Regions from separate parts of the Zea mays genome. Here region 2 is linked to region 1. A link is a contact called in public Hi-C data. All regions are on one chromosome and are shown on one strand. The core of a region is the stretch at or near the end of the contact, and the rest is flanking DNA. Distances in the headings are between cores, read along the strand shown. Region 1 holds the start of LOC100382467. Region 2 holds the start of LOC100275584 (putative protein of unknown function (DUF668) domain family protein).

Region 1 (5,066 bases), core at 1,746-4,245:
TGTCTTGTATTGAATGCTATAGCTCTAGTAAGGTGTAGGAAGTTGGAAAACTTGGATGCAATGAATGGTTGGGTGGTTGGGGTATTTATAGCCCCAACCACCAAAAGTGGTCGTTGGGAGGCTGTCTGTCGCATGGCGCACCGGACAGTCCGGTGCGCCACCGGACACTGTCCGGTGCGCCTGCCACGTCACGGAGCCGTTGGATTCTGACCGTTGGAGCTGAAGTCTTCTAGCCCACCGGACAGTCCAGTGGTGCACCGGACAGGTCCTGTAGACTGTCCGGTGCGTCTTCTCGCGCGTGCCTGACTTCTGCGCGCTCTGGCGCTCATTAAATGTCGTTGCAGGTGACCGTTGGCGTGGAAGAAGCCGTTGCTCCGCTGGCACACCGGACAGTCCGGTGCGCCACCGGACACTGTCCGGTGTTACACCGGACAGTCCGGTGAATTATAGCGGACTGGCCTCCAGAATTCCCGAAGGTGAGCAGTTCGGAGTTGGAGTCCCTGGTGCACCGGACACTGTCCGGTGGCACACCGGACAGTCCGGTGCGCCAGACCAGGGCACACTTCGGCTGACTTTTGCTTTCTATATTTGAATCCTTTTTCGGTCTTTTTATTGGTTTGTTGTGAACCTTTGGCACCTGTAGAACTCATAATCTAGAGCAAACTAGTTAGTCCAATTATTTGTGTTGGGCAATTCAACCACCAAAATCAATTAGGAAAAAGGTGTAAGCCTAATTCCCTTTCACTCCTTGAGCCACCAATCTTTTGTGGGTTACTTCATCAATATTCTCCATCATCAAATTATGATAATATCCAACAGTTTCGTTCTATCTGGTGAACATGGCAGCATTTAGGCTTATCTCCACAGGCAAGACAACCTCCTGTCCATAAACAAGCTCAAAAGTAGAGACTTTAGTAGCATGGTGTTTAGATATTCTATGAGCCCATAAAGCCTTAGACAGAACCTTATCCCAATGCCTAGGATGGTCAGATATCTTCTTCTTTATAAGGCTAATCAATGTCCTGTTATTAGACCCGGTCAGTCCGTTGGCCTGAGCATAATATGAAGAGTAATTGAGCAATTTGATCTTATATAATTCATCAAACTCATGTATCTATTTTGACATAAAAGAAGTCCCCTGGTCCGTAGTCAAAGTTCGGGGAATGTCGAATCTATGAATGATATGCTTGATTACATACTCAATTACCTCCTTATGTGTCATGTTCTTCAGATCAACGACTTCAGTCCATTTGGTGAAGTAATATGTGACAAACAACACAAACTGATGTCCTTTTAATGGCGAAGGATGAATTTCTCCTATAAAGTCCAAACCCCACCCCCTAAAGGGCCAATGTTTGACAATAGGGTCTAGTTCGGCTACAGGGACTAGCTGCACGTCACTGAACTTCCGACAAACTTGACAATCAGCTATCATGTGAGGCCAATAGAAACTAGATCTTCTCACCAACCACTTCATATTTGGAGTCAACTGATGAGTACCACAAATCCTTTCATGCACTTCGGCCATAGCTAAGATAGCATCATCTGGACACAAGCATTTAAGTAGGACATCGTCAACAGTTTGGCGATAAAGTTTATTATCAATTAATATATATTTGAAAGTTGTACGTCAAACATTACTGTCTATCCTAACACTCGAATTACGTAGGTAATTAATTATAGGCGTCCTACAATCAATTGCATCGGCTATATTGTTAGCCGAATTGATTAAGGAGACATCCCTGGTACCGTCGAACAGTCCGGACTCCTTGCTCGGACGGTCCGCGACATGGGAATTTGGCGCAGCCGGTTATGAGACTTTCAGAATTGTGAAATCTCCCTCGCTTTATTCAATAACCTGATGTATCTTGCGTCAAATTATTAGCTCTGCAATTCTCAGCTCTGGATATATGTCGAATATCGAATTCATCAAAAGAACGGATTATGACTATTTAAAGTGTCATCTGAACATTGATATTTCTCTAAAATTTACTGGACAACTAACTGAGAATCCCCAAATGCCCTCACATGTTTTACAGGAGCTTAGCTCGCCACTTAACAGAGCCGCCACGAGCCAAATCAAACTTAGCTTGGTTCATTTCCACACCTATATCGAAGTTTGCAAGAATGATTTCTCCTTTTCTCTTATCGCGTGGTTGACTTTATTAGACTATCTCTAACAACTTATCCATCCTATCATATCTCTTATTTTAAATTTCATTCTATAAACGATATTTTGTATGACTGTATACATGATCGGCTGGAAACAACCTTAGGAGTTGAGAAATGGGATTAGAGGATTGGTAGAGCTTCCAAATTAGTTAAACTATATTTTTTAGAGTGGGGATTGGAAGTGGGTCGAGATGTTTTTGGGTCGTTTGTTTCAGCTTCTCGTTGTATTTCAGCTTTCGGGCCATTTAAAAGTGAAAAACTATGGAAAACTAAGAATCAAAAGCTAACTAGGATGAACTTTTAGGCTTTTGGGTTTTGGCTTATGGGATTGTTTGGATTATAAAAAGTCCAAAAGCTAGTGGCCATAAGCTAAAAACAAGGGAACCCAATTGAGAAACTAGGAACAATTGGATGTTTGATCTGCAATCGTTCGAGTGTTAGCCTAAAAATCAGTGTGTTACACTTTTTAAGATCTTGTTCGATTATTCTTATAATTCATAGATTGAAAGAGATTGAAAAATATTATAATTTTTTTTAACTTGCTCAATCCATATAGATTACAATGAAACTGAACAAGCCCTAAACGTGTGCAACCTAACCCTGATCCGAATCGCAATCTGCACACAGATGATCCATTCTCTACTGACAAACCGACCAAAGCAGTCTCTGGCCCACCTGTCTGTCTCCCAACAACCACATCCACTGTCGCGATAAGAGAACACGTGTGACCCCAAAGCTCGCCCCAACCGCAACGACCGACCAGAAAAAAAGCAGAAAGGAAACAAACTTCTTGACTACTACGAAACATCGAACTGTTCTCACAGATCACTCTCAAACTTTTTCCCATTTTCTCTCAAAAAGAAGAAACAGCGAAATTTGTAATTCTCAGTGACGCCAACCCTGACTCCGTTTGACGCGGCTCCGATGGTCACCGCCGGCGACCTCGCCGCTGCCGCCAACTCCTGAGACCTCGTCGCGCCTAGGCCCTAGGGTTCGATTCGCACGCCCTCAGTTTATTTTGTCCATTCCTCGTCTCCGATTTTGTTTGCTTGACTTGCTCTCGCCGCATCTGATTCCGCCACCGCTCGGGATTCGGGAATGGATTGGGCGCACCAGCAGGGCGTGAGCTTGCCTCCGCCGCGATCCGGGTACCAGTCCTCGAGGATGCAGTACCAGCACGCTGGCAGTCGAAGCCGCATGCCGCCATTCGCGCGCGGCGGCGGCGCCTACAGCCGCGGACGGAAGCAGTTCTACCCGCCGTCTCCCCTCCCGTCGGCGGCGCTGTCTCTGCCGCTGCAGAACAAGTATGAGGTGCTCATGGAGGCAGGCCGCCTCGCTGCCGAGTACCTGTTGGCGAAGGGCGTGCTCCCACCGGGCTCCCTGCAGCAACGCAGCGGGACAGTCGTCCCTGGAGGGTGGGGCCAGCTTCCTCCTCCGCCTCCGCTTTCCGTGACTTTGGAAGCCCAAGCTTACCACGGGGCCAGGAATGGCCGGCGGCAGGTCGATGATGAGTGTGGTATTCGTAATGCCAGCTCGCGGCGGAACCGTGGTGGTGACTACAGTAGCAGCAACAGTAGTAACTACAATAGAAGGGGGAAAAGGAAATTTGGGGCTGACAATAGGTATTCAGATTGGGCAAAGGATAGGGGGAGGAACAGGCGGTATTCTGATATCCGGAGTTATGATGACGATGATGACAATGGGGCTCCTGGGTTCAAACGGGAGCGCCGAAGCAGTGGTGGGATTGACGAGGTTGGCAGTAGGGTGTCAGGGGTGGCTGGGGAGGGACCATCATCGAAGGTGGAGGCGATGGGGGAGTCGGAGCTGGAGGATACTGGGTCAAAGGCTAGTTCTAACAGCAATGTCCAGCAGAAAGCTGATGCTTCGCAAGAGGCGAAGGATGAAAATGAGGCAAGCAAAATGCAGGAGAATAGTGTGGTGTCTAATTCAGATGTAGTCGAGCAAGCTTTGAATGGTGAAGATAATAGCAACAATGATTCTTCTGATGGTGTTCAAGAGTTAGAGACAAAACATTTGCCAGTATCCTCAGGTGAAAAGGTCTCAGATGGGAGGCCTGAAGATAGTGGTGTTCTGAATGGCAAGGTTGAAGATGGCAGTACTTCGCATGAGAAGGCTGAAGATGATACAACGTCAGAAGAGGTCTCCATTATGGAGAACAATTTGCCTAATGATGTTGGAAATTTGCTAAATTATTGTAATTTTGCAAGAGTTCCAACAAGACCACGATCAGTGCTTGCAAACAGGAATGTTGAACCAGCTCAAAAAGAAATTGATGTGTCCGAACTGGTCAATCCAGTTACTCCTGAAGAAATGTCCCAGATGGCAATTGATAGAGAAGCTAACACCAATTCCATAACTAATATTGAGGAAAACAGTAAAGACGAGCTCGTTGGTCAAGACCAAGAACGTGCTGAAGAAATTAATATCTGCAATCAAGTGGCGGAATCAATGGCATTCCATGAAAAGGAAACACAAGGTGAAACTGAGGAAATGGAAGAGCAGAAGAACATCCCTCGACATTATGAAGTTGAGGATAATAATGAGACTAATGAACTGTCTCCTACATTTGCTTCTTGTCAGAATAACTTCAGTTTGCAAGTGGAAAAAGGAATACAAATCTACAATTTAGATACCCCGCCACAAGATGAAGTGTTGATTGATCCACCCGATAAAGGGAAGACAGTTGATTCAGAGTTATCACCTAACATCAAAGCAGAAGATGCTGTTACAATAGAAGAGGAAAAGCTTGGCCAGTCTAGCTCATTTAAAATACGTGATCTCAACCTGGTTGGTAGTCCAGAGGTTGCCGACATGCGAGGTGACCCTCGTTTAGGCCAAAGCTTCACTGCTAGATGTTCAGTGGACCTACAAGA
Region 2 (4,692 bases), core at 335-2,834, 570 kb after region 1:
GGTAACTGAGAATAATCTTCCAGGGTACCTTTTGTCGTTAGCTGCAATTCGCATCAGTTCACTCATCTCACTGGAAACCAAATTCTGCACACCTTCGGAAGGAAGCACAACCTGTTTGAAGTATGTGACAGTGTCTTCCGAGAGAGATTGCATAATACTAGCACCTTTAAGTATTGTGTTGGCAACCTCAAAAGCAAGAATTGATATCTTGCATCCTTTGGTCTTGGTCCTGGAAACAAAGCCACCATCTGAGCTCAAGGTCGTCATCAAGCAGCCTAACGTGTCTAGAATCTCCACTGCCTTGCCAAATCCAGCCATGCTGGCTGTCCCAAGCATGGAACCCAGTCTAGGGACCTGCTATGAAAGGTAAGGATTTCAGGACACCACACATTTGCTTTCAGTCACGTGGCTAAGCTAAAATTAAGCAATATAGGTTAAGTAATTGGCATGTATTCGCTCACAGATGTAACGTGAATTAAAGCTGAAAATCTTAAAAATGTTCGCTTGTCACTAATTTAGCTAAACATTATATGCGAAATGAAAATCAATTGACTTTCTGTCCACCACTTGCCTTGCTTGTCCCATTGCTTCCAGACCTTTCTATCCTGGGGTCCATTTTGCCAGACGGAGCTGTGTCTCCTGATGTTGATGCGTATTCCTCCTTGCTACTCTCAGGAAGAACGAAGGCATCATCATCCTTGTAGGGGAGCAGGTTAGATTTCCAAACAAACTCCTGCTCCTCCTCCATCTCCACTGTTTCCTTGACAACCTTCTGCTTGCGTGCAAGACTCATCGTGTCACCAAGATCGCTGGCGCCTTCTGCAGCATCTTCAAACCCCGCACCAGCGATCGCTACAGATCTTCTTGATTTCAGCGCTGCGGAACAACAGAAATCGACATGAGCCAAATTCTCCAATAAATTCAATCCAGCCTAGTTTACCAACAAAAAAAAAAGGAGAGGCACCTAGGAGTCCAGGACAGCGAAAGCATCACATACCGTACCAGCTGTGGCATTCCATCCGCTAGAATCCTGCGCCTGACACAACAGCGGCATCAAGGAACGTCCCCGAGAAACCAGGAACCGTCGCTCCCCACACCGCACGGAAGGTGCTCGACGGAATGCCCGCCCGAGTCAACGGGTAGCAGGAAAGATGGCGCTCTCGAGCAAGAACCAAAGAGAAGGTGCGGGAAAATGACCAACCAACCGCACCAACCGAAAATTTCCCGTACAAAGGAAACCGCGCCAGGAAAAAAGGATGCGAAGCAAAAAAAAAAAGAAGAAGAAGAAGAAGAAGAAGAAGAAACGAAAAAAAAATGCAAGCTTTCTCCAGAGCAAGCGACGATTCACGATCGGGCGCGCTGTCCAGGTGGACAGGAGGGAGGGAGCTTAGTGCTGGCCTGCTGGACCGCGCGAGCTGGGATCTGCAGCTAGAGGTGTACCGGACCACTCGCCCGCCTGCGCCTGCCTCCAAAGAGAGAAGCGAGGAGAGGAGGAGGCAGTTTCTTCCGGTAGTAGTATTTCTTTTGCTTTTCGCTGGGGCACCAACCGGACCCGACAGTGTCGACAGGCGGGCAGGGTGCCGGGTGGCCGCCGATTCGATTTCGATCACTCCTAATCCTTCCCTAGGGCCGAGTCCACGCGCTGACCCTGATTTTTCTTTTTCTTTTTTTTTACGGGCGCGCGTGTGCGGTCGCACGCTTGGAAACGCCAACCGCGCGCGCGCTGGGTCGCCGCCGGCCGGCATGAGGAGGATGGATCTGGCTGGCCGGCCCGGGCCTGCAGGTTGCTGACGAATCTAGCTCGCTTTTCAGCTCTCACCCGCTGGCCGCTTGCTGCCGACAGTGACAGCTACGGAGTGGGGGGCACGTTCCTGTTCCTGCACCGGTTGGTTTAATTTTTTTGGTTGAAAAAAACTCGTGGGCATTGTTTGGATGGTGGCTTGACTCTTGAGCCAGACGAAAGCCTGGATTGGCTGCCTCGACGACCAGGCAGCTTTTCAAACAGATATAAAGTTATTAGTATCACATTATTGGCCTAAAATGGCCGTTTTAATTTTCTTCTTGGCATATCGTTTCAGAAGTAGTATAGTTGTACTCACTACGTAAAAAAATGTAATTCTTATTTTTTTTAAATCCCACAATTTAAATTTTCACTAAAGCTATATAGAAATACTAAATAAATATTATTAGACTAATTATAAAATATGTATTTATACTAAAAAGTTATTGGAGATATAAATGTCAATACTTTTTTATTATAAATTTAGTTAAACTTAAATCAATTTGATTGATACGAATATCATTATTATATTTTTTTTGTAGATGAATGGAGTGCTTGCTACTATAATCACCATACCGGATCAAACAATGTTATATCCGTTGACGTGTTAGAGATACAATTAATTAGATATCAATGACGTGATTAGGGGTTAGGTGACGCATTTGTCTTTTCGGACCGGTGTGAAACACAATCTCCTCGTCATTATATAATTTTGTAATCGTACCACCTACTATATTTCATCATTATTAATATAATCGCCGGTCTGTTTACAATCCATCCACATAGCTCTATTTTTTTTTAAAAAAAACGAATTACATATAGAGCTGTTAATTATATTGATAAAGAAAAGGTTGCCCAAACTAGGTATAATAGAAAAACAACAACAATAATCGTAACAACTACAAACGACTATGACTACACTACCGGCAACAACAATATTGATAAAAACGCATGTTTTAGTTCAAAAATTAATTAGTCAGCGATAAATATTCGAGTACTAACTAAAACAACTGTGTCAACAATAACCCACTTATATAACATGAGCAAATAAATATTGGGCACGAGAGAACTAGGACAAGGAGAACAAATACAGACAACACAAGTCACCATCGACGGTAAGCAACAAGACGAGTCTTGTCATTAGGGGGTGTAATCGGATCGAATATGGACGGATATCAATAAAATCATATTTGTTTTCATATTTTTAGTCGGATTCGAATTCGAATACGAATACAAATACGGATGTTCTCGAATACGAATACGGATAGTCGTGGATCGAATACGGAGCTAATCGGACACGGATAGCGTCGGTAACGAATATTTTTGTCGGATATCGTGTAAGACATCATTCCACACATATCATGTTATAATCATTTAGCCCCTCCTTTAGTCCAAACATTTTATAGGATTATATGTGCACATATGCTACACCTCCATAAAAATCCATGAATTTCTAAGGATATTTTGAGTATTATTAATTTGTTTATGTAGAAAATCATTAAAATGCAATTAAATTCATAAAATATTGAGAACTATGATATGTGGTTTCACGTGTTATTATGATATGTGGTTTCACTTATTATTATGGTGGTTGTAATCATTACGGGTTTCACAAATAAGTGAAAATGCAATAATTGATGACATCTTGTGGTTTTTATGGTTCAAACATTTTTGAGGATGCTATATGGACATATGCTACTCATACGCCAAATTTCGTGAATTCCTGAGACTATTTGCATATTATTAATTTCTTTTTTGCAGAAAATCATCAAAATGCATTTAAATCCATGAAATATTATAGTATCGACAAAAAATTGTAAATAAGTTATCAAAACTAATAAACATTCCATAAGAAGATAACCTCAAGTCCCTACATGAAAATGAGAAAGTGAAGTAAAGATTATGTTGAAACTTGGATACTTAAGCTCATTTCACGTGTAACTCACACAACAAGTGTAAGAAAATGAAAAGAATCACTGGCATCTTATGGACTTTATGGCCCAAACATTTTTTTAGAATTTTATGTAGACAAATGTTAACCCTCCGTCAAATTTTATGAATTTCTAAGGCTATTTGTGTATTATTAATTTCTTTCTACAAAAAATCATCAAAATGTAATTAAAATCATAAAATAATCTAGTGTCTACCAAAAAATTGCAAATAAGTTACCAGGACCAATAAACATTCTATTAAAGATAATATGAAGTCCCTATGTGAAAATGATAAAATGAAGTATTGATTATGTTAAAATTTGGATAGTTAAGGTGATATCACATGTAACTCACGTAACAAGTGAAAGTGAATTGAAAGAAATGTTGGCAATGTTTAGATTTTATGGCCTAAACATTTTTGTGGATGCTATATGGACATATATTGCTCCTCCGTCAAATTTCATGATTTTTTGAGACTATTTGTGTATTATTATAATTTTTTCTATAGAAAATTATCAAAATGCATTTAAATTCATAAAATATTCCACTATCGACCAAAAATTGCAAATATGTTACCAGGAACAATAAACATTATATAAGAACATAACCTCAAATCCCCATATGAAAATGATAAAGTGAAGTATTGATTATGTTGAAACTTGGATATTTAGGGCGATTCCACATGTAACTATCCGAATATCTGAAATCTGGTAAGATATCTGGGTAGATGTCCAGATATCCGAAATATGAAATCTGGACAGTTATCCGAGAAGATATCCGGATATCCGAAATCCGACGGATATCAGTCATATCATATTTGTATCCGATATCCGAACTGTACTATCCGAATTCGAATCCGAAATCCGAAAATTTTGCGGATATCCAAAAAAAACTATCCAACCGAATAATTAGCCTCTTCGGACGGTCGGATAGTCGGATAATATCCGTACCGTTTACACCCCTACTTGTCATCTTTCTCTA

The links. Hi-C and Micro-C count contacts between places; a contact is called where the count stands out from the background.
Region 2: a contact with region 1 is called in a Hi-C map of tassel, with 2.2 times the contacts expected there. The contact joins the promoter of LOC100275584 here to the promoter of LOC100382467 in region 1. A contact is called at or near these places in 2 of 25 Hi-C or Micro-C datasets (ear and tassel).

Annotation. Positions count from the first base shown.
Region 1 is chr10:119,595,117-119,600,182 of Zm-B73-REFERENCE-NAM-5.0, forward strand. It overlaps LOC100382467, which reads left to right and starts at 2,996. Exons shown (of 5, transcript NM_001175207.1): 1 at 2,996-3,163; 2 at 3,292-5,066. The coding sequence starts at 3,337.
Region 2 is chr10:120,162,206-120,166,897 of Zm-B73-REFERENCE-NAM-5.0, forward strand. LOC100275584 (putative protein of unknown function (DUF668) domain family protein) reads right to left here and starts at 1,585. Exons shown (of 13, transcript NM_001149635.2): 1 at 998-1,585; 2 at 572-876; 3 at 29-354. The coding sequence starts at 1,019.